2 separate regions of the Anas platyrhynchos genome follow, and region 2 is linked to region 1. The links are chromatin contacts, called in public Hi-C maps. All regions are on one chromosome and are shown on one strand. The core of a region is the stretch at or near the end of the contact, and the rest is flanking DNA. Distances in the headings are between cores, read along the strand shown.

The links. Hi-C and Micro-C count contacts between places; a contact is called where the count stands out from the background.
Region 2: a Hi-C map of F5 follicle shows a contact between it and region 1, with 2.8 times the contacts expected there. The contact joins the promoter of THOC7 here to the promoter of PRICKLE2 in region 1. A contact is called at or near these places in 2 of 8 Hi-C or Micro-C datasets (F5 follicle and subcutaneous adipose tissue).

The regions. Positions count from the first base shown.
Region 1 is chr13:7,198,834-7,202,127 of IASCAAS_PekinDuck_T2T, forward strand. PRICKLE2 (prickle planar cell polarity protein 2) reads left to right here and starts at 1,623. Exons shown (of 9, transcript XM_027467495.3): 1 at 1,623-1,775; 2 at 2,050-2,135. The coding sequence starts at 1,734.
Region 2 is chr13:7,408,224-7,411,517 of IASCAAS_PekinDuck_T2T, forward strand. THOC7 (THO complex subunit 7) reads left to right here and starts at 1,680. Exons shown (of 8, transcript XM_027467760.3): 1 at 1,680-1,814; 2 at 2,062-2,179; 3 at 2,973-3,100. The coding sequence starts at 1,796. ATXN7 (ataxin 7) reads right to left here and starts at 1,709. Exons shown (of 15, transcript XM_038185728.2): 1 at 1,564-1,709.

The sequences.
Region 1 (3,294 bases), core at 373-2,872:
GTCCTCGCCAGCCCTGTTATTGAGGGCACACAGCACCTCTTGCAACAGCAAAGCAATTAAAAGGATTTGCAGGTCACCTTTAAAGCATTTCCCACAGCACGTTGAGTCTTGTTATAAGTCCTGTATCCATTAATGCTTTTATTTCAGCAGTTTTAATTGGAGTTTTAAATATTCTGAATCTTATGCAAGACACCCCAAGTGCTGGCGAATTTCAGGTCCTCTCTTGCATGATGCGCATTCCCTAAAATCCTGTTGTCCTTCAGTGGAGATGACAGCAACTCTGCACCCCTGATATTACCGTACCCTATACGCCATGCAGCTGGGGATGTTTTCATCCGAGCTCAAAGCCCAGCCTGCAAGCAGTTGCCCACTCTGTGACAAAACGTGTGTGTATTTGAAGAGCTTGCTTCCATCCCTGAGAGTTTAGGACATATTCTTGCACCACCATATGAGCAGGAAACTGAGAGGGAAACTGAGAAGGAACATGATGAGAAAATTTGGCAGAAGGGAGCAACGAGGGGAAGCTGGAAGGCTTTGGAGGGGTAAAAATAGCAAGCACAGAACAGAACGAGGAGGGAATGTCAGTTTTTCCCACTGACATGCAGAAATCTTATGCAAAAGGAAACGTTTTCCATGATAAAATTCCCTGTTTTTTTTTTTTTTTTCATTTTTAAAAGGAAGCCCAACATTTATGGGAGGAAAGAGTGAAAATCACCCTGAAACTTTTTTTTTGCCAGAGACATTCAAAAGCCAATCATGCAGCTCCTGGCCTCATTTCAGTTTCCTAGCAAGGAAGATACCAGTGAAAAAATGACAAAAAATGAAAACTGCTTAAATGAAGAGTTATCAAAGCCTCACGACTTTACCCAGCTGTGCAGCAGCAAGGCAAGGGAACAAAGCGGCGGGGAAGGAGGGGAAGGAGATGACAGGATCTGCAAAAAGCCACAGCCACTGGGGTGAGGCTGCGAGATGTTAATGGTGAAGCTGGTCCTTCCCCGGCGAGGATGAGTGCCTTTTTTTTCCCCTCTCCCTCTGAGTGTTCCCGAGGCATCTCTGCTGCACGAAACCCGTCTGCTGCTCACGCTTCTCCTCTGCCCTACACCAGATTGCAGCCCCCAGGGGTACGGGCTGGGGGCTGGCCAGGGGGGATCCCTTTGGAGGGGGTTGTACAGATGACAAGAGCTGGTGCACGGGCTGCCCCCGGCCCCATAGCCCCCAGCCCCAGGAGCTCAGGGGGTGCAACAGGTGCCTTGTGTCCCACCTGGGATCTCAAGCAGCAAACGCATTTTACACGGCTGCATTCCTCCTGGTGCCTTTAGACTTAGCAAGGCGGGGACCAGGAGCCCAGCAGGAACCCGGGCTGTTCGCTCCCTGCTTAACCTAAACCAGGACCCCCCCCGCAGCCTGCTCAGAGCTGTAACTTCAGCATTTGCCCCCCCGGGCTCTGCAGGATCCCATCTCCCGCGGCTCTCCAACTATTTTTCCCCCCCGCCCCGTGCCGGCTGGGGGTCGTTCACTCTGGAGCGGAATGATGGCAGCGGGCGGGGCGGGCAGCCCGGGCGGGGCGGGGGGCGGCCGGGCCGGCCCGGGGCGGTGCCTGCGGGGCCGGGGGCGGAGAGGAAGGGGCGGGAGCGGCGGAGGCGGCGGAGGGACGGGGACGGAGCCGGGGAGCGACCGGGGGCTGCTCGGGGCGGCCGCTGCCGGGCGCTGGGGCTCGGCTCGGCGGCGTTGCCATGTTCGGCATCGGCTCCCGCAAGCGGCTCTCGGGCCGCTCGGTGAGTGCCCGGGGGGGTGGAGGTGCTGCTGGGGGGCTGGGGGGGTGTCCTCCTTCAGCCCCCCCCCCTCCCTCCAACCTGTGGCTCCATCCCGGTGCGCGTCCTGCCCCCGCCACCCTAAATGTCCCCTCTCTCTCTCTCTCTTTTTTTTTTTTTAATGGTTTTTCCCTCTTTTTCCTAAGCGTGCCCCCACCCCGCGGTGTCCCCGTCCATGTCCTGTTCCCCCCCCCCCATCCCGGCTCGGGGACCGGGCTGACCTCTGCGTTTCTTGCAGGTGACGGCGTCGGGGGAGCCGGAGCGGGGCCAGCCCTGCAACACCTGCGGGGATCAGTGTCCCGGCTTCGCCCTGCACAAGTGGAGGTAAGGCTCGGTGACACCCCACTGCCCGGCTCCCCTTGGAGGGGTGGCAGCCCCCCTTCGACCCCCAGCACCCAGGGGTGGGTGGGAACCCCCCCCTTTGATCCCCATCACCCATGGGAGTTCAGTGGGAGCTTGACCCACCGAGGGCTTGCAGCTAGCAGGGGGGTTTCATGGCTCCATGGAGGATTGCTTGGGGTGCAAATAGGGATTTTGGGGGTGTGCTTGTCTTGGTGTGAATGCCCCCTGCCCTGGTAGGTGGGTCTCCATCCCAGGTGGGTGCTTCCATCCCGCTGGAGCAGCCCACGGGTGTGCTGGTGTCTGTCATGGGTGCAGTGCCCCGTGCTGCGGTCACCAGTGCCCCCGTTAGCATCCCCGCGGACAGGGGCTCCTGCTGCTGGTTCTGGGTCCTGTGCAGGGGACAGCAGGGCTGAGATGGGTGGAGGACATTGTGGGGGGACCCTCGGGGGTTGCCCCAAAAGGCTTCATGAACCTCCTGCCTCTCCCCACACCCCCACGGTGGGTTTTTACCCCCCTTAAGCTATTGGAATGGATGGGACCCCCCCAGCCCCAGCAGGGTGTGGGCATGTGCATGAGAACGAACAGGTATTTCTATCTGTGTTGTGTGTCTTCATAAAGCTGGCACTGCTGGTACCTGTGAGGCACAAGGGTCCCTGGCCTCGTGCTGGAGCTGCCTCATCTCCCCCCATCGTGCTGTCTGGAGATGAATTCCTGCTCATGGGTGGTTTGGGATTTGGTGATATTAAATTTTCTGGACTGGGGGCTCCAGGTGCTGGAGCAGAATTAACAGAGAGCCCTTGGTGATCTTTTAGCCTTATTTCATAGGATATCCCCTTTTCTCCAGCATCTGCCGCACTTCTCCCGATGTGTGCCCTACTTCTCAGAGCTGCGTCTCTGCAGATTAAAACATGGGTCCAGAGCGAGGAGAGGGATGCTGGATTGATTTATCAGTGTTGAACCCCATCTAAAGCTTCAGCCTTGCAAATCAGCACTGCTGCCAGTGCAGGACAGGGTCCTTGGGCTGAGGTCCACCCTGGGGACACATGGCTGGTGCGGCAGCAAGGTGATGGATGAGCCTCACCACGGTCCCCAGCCGGGCCCTCTGCAGGTGCCAGCAGCTCCTCCGATGTCCCACGTCCCA
Region 2 (3,294 bases), core at 430-2,929, 210 kb after region 1:
ATCTGACCAACACTGGAATGACAAACAAAAAGTGAGAGAAGATTATACTGGATTAAAAGACAGAAAATAACACAAAAGTATTCTAACTTTACAAAACAGATAACTGTGGATTCTCACCTACAGTACTCTCCAGTTCTGATCAACTTCTCGTGACAGTAGAAACAGAAAGAGCATAGAGAAGGTCGAGAAGAATATTAAGCCTTCATAAGACTGGGATGCTTCAAGATGTTGAAGATCCGAGTTCCAAGAGGCAACCAATGGGTAAAGAGGGAAAGGCAGCAACAAACCGCACTGTACAAAACCTGTGTAGAGGAGTTCACCTCGGCCTTCTCATCCTGTGCCAGAGTATGAGGGCTGTATCAGAGGGACTGATGTCTTCGGAAAAGCAAAGGGTTTTGTCAAATCAGGTGTATTAAATGGCAACAAATGAAGAAAAGAACTTTTTTTTTGTAGCACAAACACAGTTCACGTACGTACGGTCCATTCTTTGGACCAAACGTTGTATAACTGAATAGTCAGATTTTCACATAAAAGTATATCACTCACGATTCATATATAGAGTAATACACGTAGATGTCAAGAACAGAATTACTTATCTAGATTTTCTGTGTTGGAAATTGTTTATTCTCAAAAGTTCAGTTGGTGTTTCAATGACCCCTCACTGAAGCACTTTCCCAATAGCACCTTCCAAAGAACCTGATCAGTTACCACCGTTGAAGGCAAAGTAGTGGCTTGAAACCACCTAGCGATATGTAAATTTCTGTTAAATGCCTCTGTCCAGAACAAAAAAGAACCGGTAATCACTCACAGCTCTAAAAGCAGGAGAACAGATGACACTGCACGTGATTTTGTTCTTTTCTTACCTCCATTTTCTGCATGACCCTGGGGCTGTCAGTGCAAGGCCCTGCGCAGAACGAGCCCTCAGACCTGCAGGTTTGAGGCCAAAACCATCAGGGAGTACCAGGGTGGCAACCCTGGCTGTACCATTACTACAGTGGGACATATATTACGGTGATGTTGCCAACTTTAGCATGGCATAAGCATTCAAGTCAGTGGTCCAAAAAGCTGAAACTCAACGCTTGATACCGGTCACACTGTAGTATCTCCAGACACCCAAGCACCAGAAAAAAAGATTTCTGCATCCCTAGAACCAGATGGGCTTGGAGGTCCCTTCCACCCCAAGCCATCCCGTGACACCAGGCCGTCCTGCTCCAAGCCCTGCTGCCTGCCCTCCCGGTGTCACACCCCACAGGGACAACCCCAGGGCTCCAGCAGCCCCCACACCCCCCCAGGGGCACCTCCATGCCCACACCCCGCTGCAGCCACCCTCGAGGAACCCCGACCCCTAGGACCCCACAGCGGGGTCCACAGGACCCAGAGGACGAAGCCAGCGAGGTGAAAGCCTCAGGATGAAGTCTTGAGGGGCTCAGCGAGGCGTCGAGGCCAGGGCTCCATGTGCCGGGGGGCTCGGGGCTGGAGAGGTGGAGCCTGGCTCGGGGCGGGGGGGGGGGGGGGGGGTTGGAATCGGGGCCCTTTTTCTTCCCTCCCCCTTCATCCCCTCACCTGGCGGGGCCGCCCCTCGCCAGGGGGCCGCTCACGTCGCCCTCCGGCCCTCCCCAGCCGCCCGTCCTCCTCCGTCCCCTGTCCTCCTTCACCGGCGCTGCCACCACCACCACCGCCGCTCAGGCCCCGGCCGCCGCCGCCTCCCCCTCCATGGCGGCCGCTCCCGCCGGCTGCATTGTGGGAGCTGACCTCACTCCCTGCCGCCGCCCCGCCGCCTCCGCCGCTCGCCGCCATGGGGGCCGTGACCGACGGTGAGCCCTCCCTCCTGCCCTTTTCCCTTCATCGTGCCCCCCTCCGGCCCTAGCCGACCCCACAAACCCCCAGCCCCTTTCCCCAACCTCTCTCCCCCCCCCCCCTCCCGGCCGCCCTCCTCTGTCCGCGGCCTCCCCTCCCGCTGCTTCTCCTCCGCGGGTCCTCCCGGGTTAACCCGGCCCGGGACAGGCACTAAAAAAACAACAAAACCTTTTTATTTTTCTTTTTATTTTTTCTTTCCCTCAGATGAAGTTATCCGCAAACGGCTTCTAATCGATGGCGACGGGGCGGGTGACGACAGGCGGATCAATTTGTTGGTGAAGAGTTTCATTAAGTGGTGCAATTCCGGATCTCAGGAGGAAGGGTATTTGTTGTCTTTTTTTTTTTTGTTTTGGACTAATTAGTCTGCGTTTCGGTGGGAAATGGGGCTTGATCTGCTTTGAAAAAGCAAATCTGCCATGTTAAAATGTACGCATCTGCTGCTCTGCTTTGGCTCTGTGGTGTTTCCAGAACAAAGACGGGGTGTTAGGGTAGGAGATGAGGGCTGGAGATGGTTCAAAAATTACTCCACAACCCCCTCACGAAATCTAACAATGCTCTGAATGTCCTCAAGATTGCCTTGTTGCTTAATGATCCAGCAGTCACGATATCATAGCACTATCGTGACTTGAATAGTTTAGGTGGTGGTTGTGCAGTTGTTCCCCTAGGTAAGGGCAGTGCTGTTCCTGTGTCTGCTTCTGCTGGTCTTTATTTTTTAAAAATCAGACCAAAGCAGTGGGGGAAATAAGACAGTGTTCTGCTTTGGGGGCTGTTGTAAGAACAGATATAAATTCCAGGAGGACACCGGGTAAGGATAGCAGGTACAGTGAAGCACTGGAGTATTTAAATGTGAATCTTGGTGGTCACAGAGCGAACAATGCCTGGATCAGCCTGCGCAGTGCTTTAATACCAACTTTGAACCTTATAGAACATCATGATAGAATTACTTGATACAGTGTTTCTGACTGCACTTCCAAAAATTATACATTGAATCTTTGAAATATTTTGTTTAGTAATTACTGTTTAACTGTTTCTTACGTTACCTGAGGCTTTGTTTTCTTGTTATATAGACAGGTATTTTCATGCTGCTTAGGAATGAATATTTTGTCTGCTTTCAGTTACAGTCAGTACCAACGGATGCTGAGTACTTTATCACAGTGTGAATTTTCAATGGGAAAAACTCTTCTGGTATATGATATGAACCTGAGAGAAATGGAAAATTATGAAAAAATCTATAAGGATATAGGTAAAGATGAGAAAATACTATTTGTTTTTTTTTGTTGTTGTTGTTGTTGACTATTTCTCTTTCATGAAGAAACTAGAGGCAGTTCTGGTGAACGTAATATATACATATGATGAGTAATTTATTTCTTTTTAAATAGCACCCATGATTACCTTGTAAGCCTCTCATCCACATGTACAATACTTATAAATAAAAAC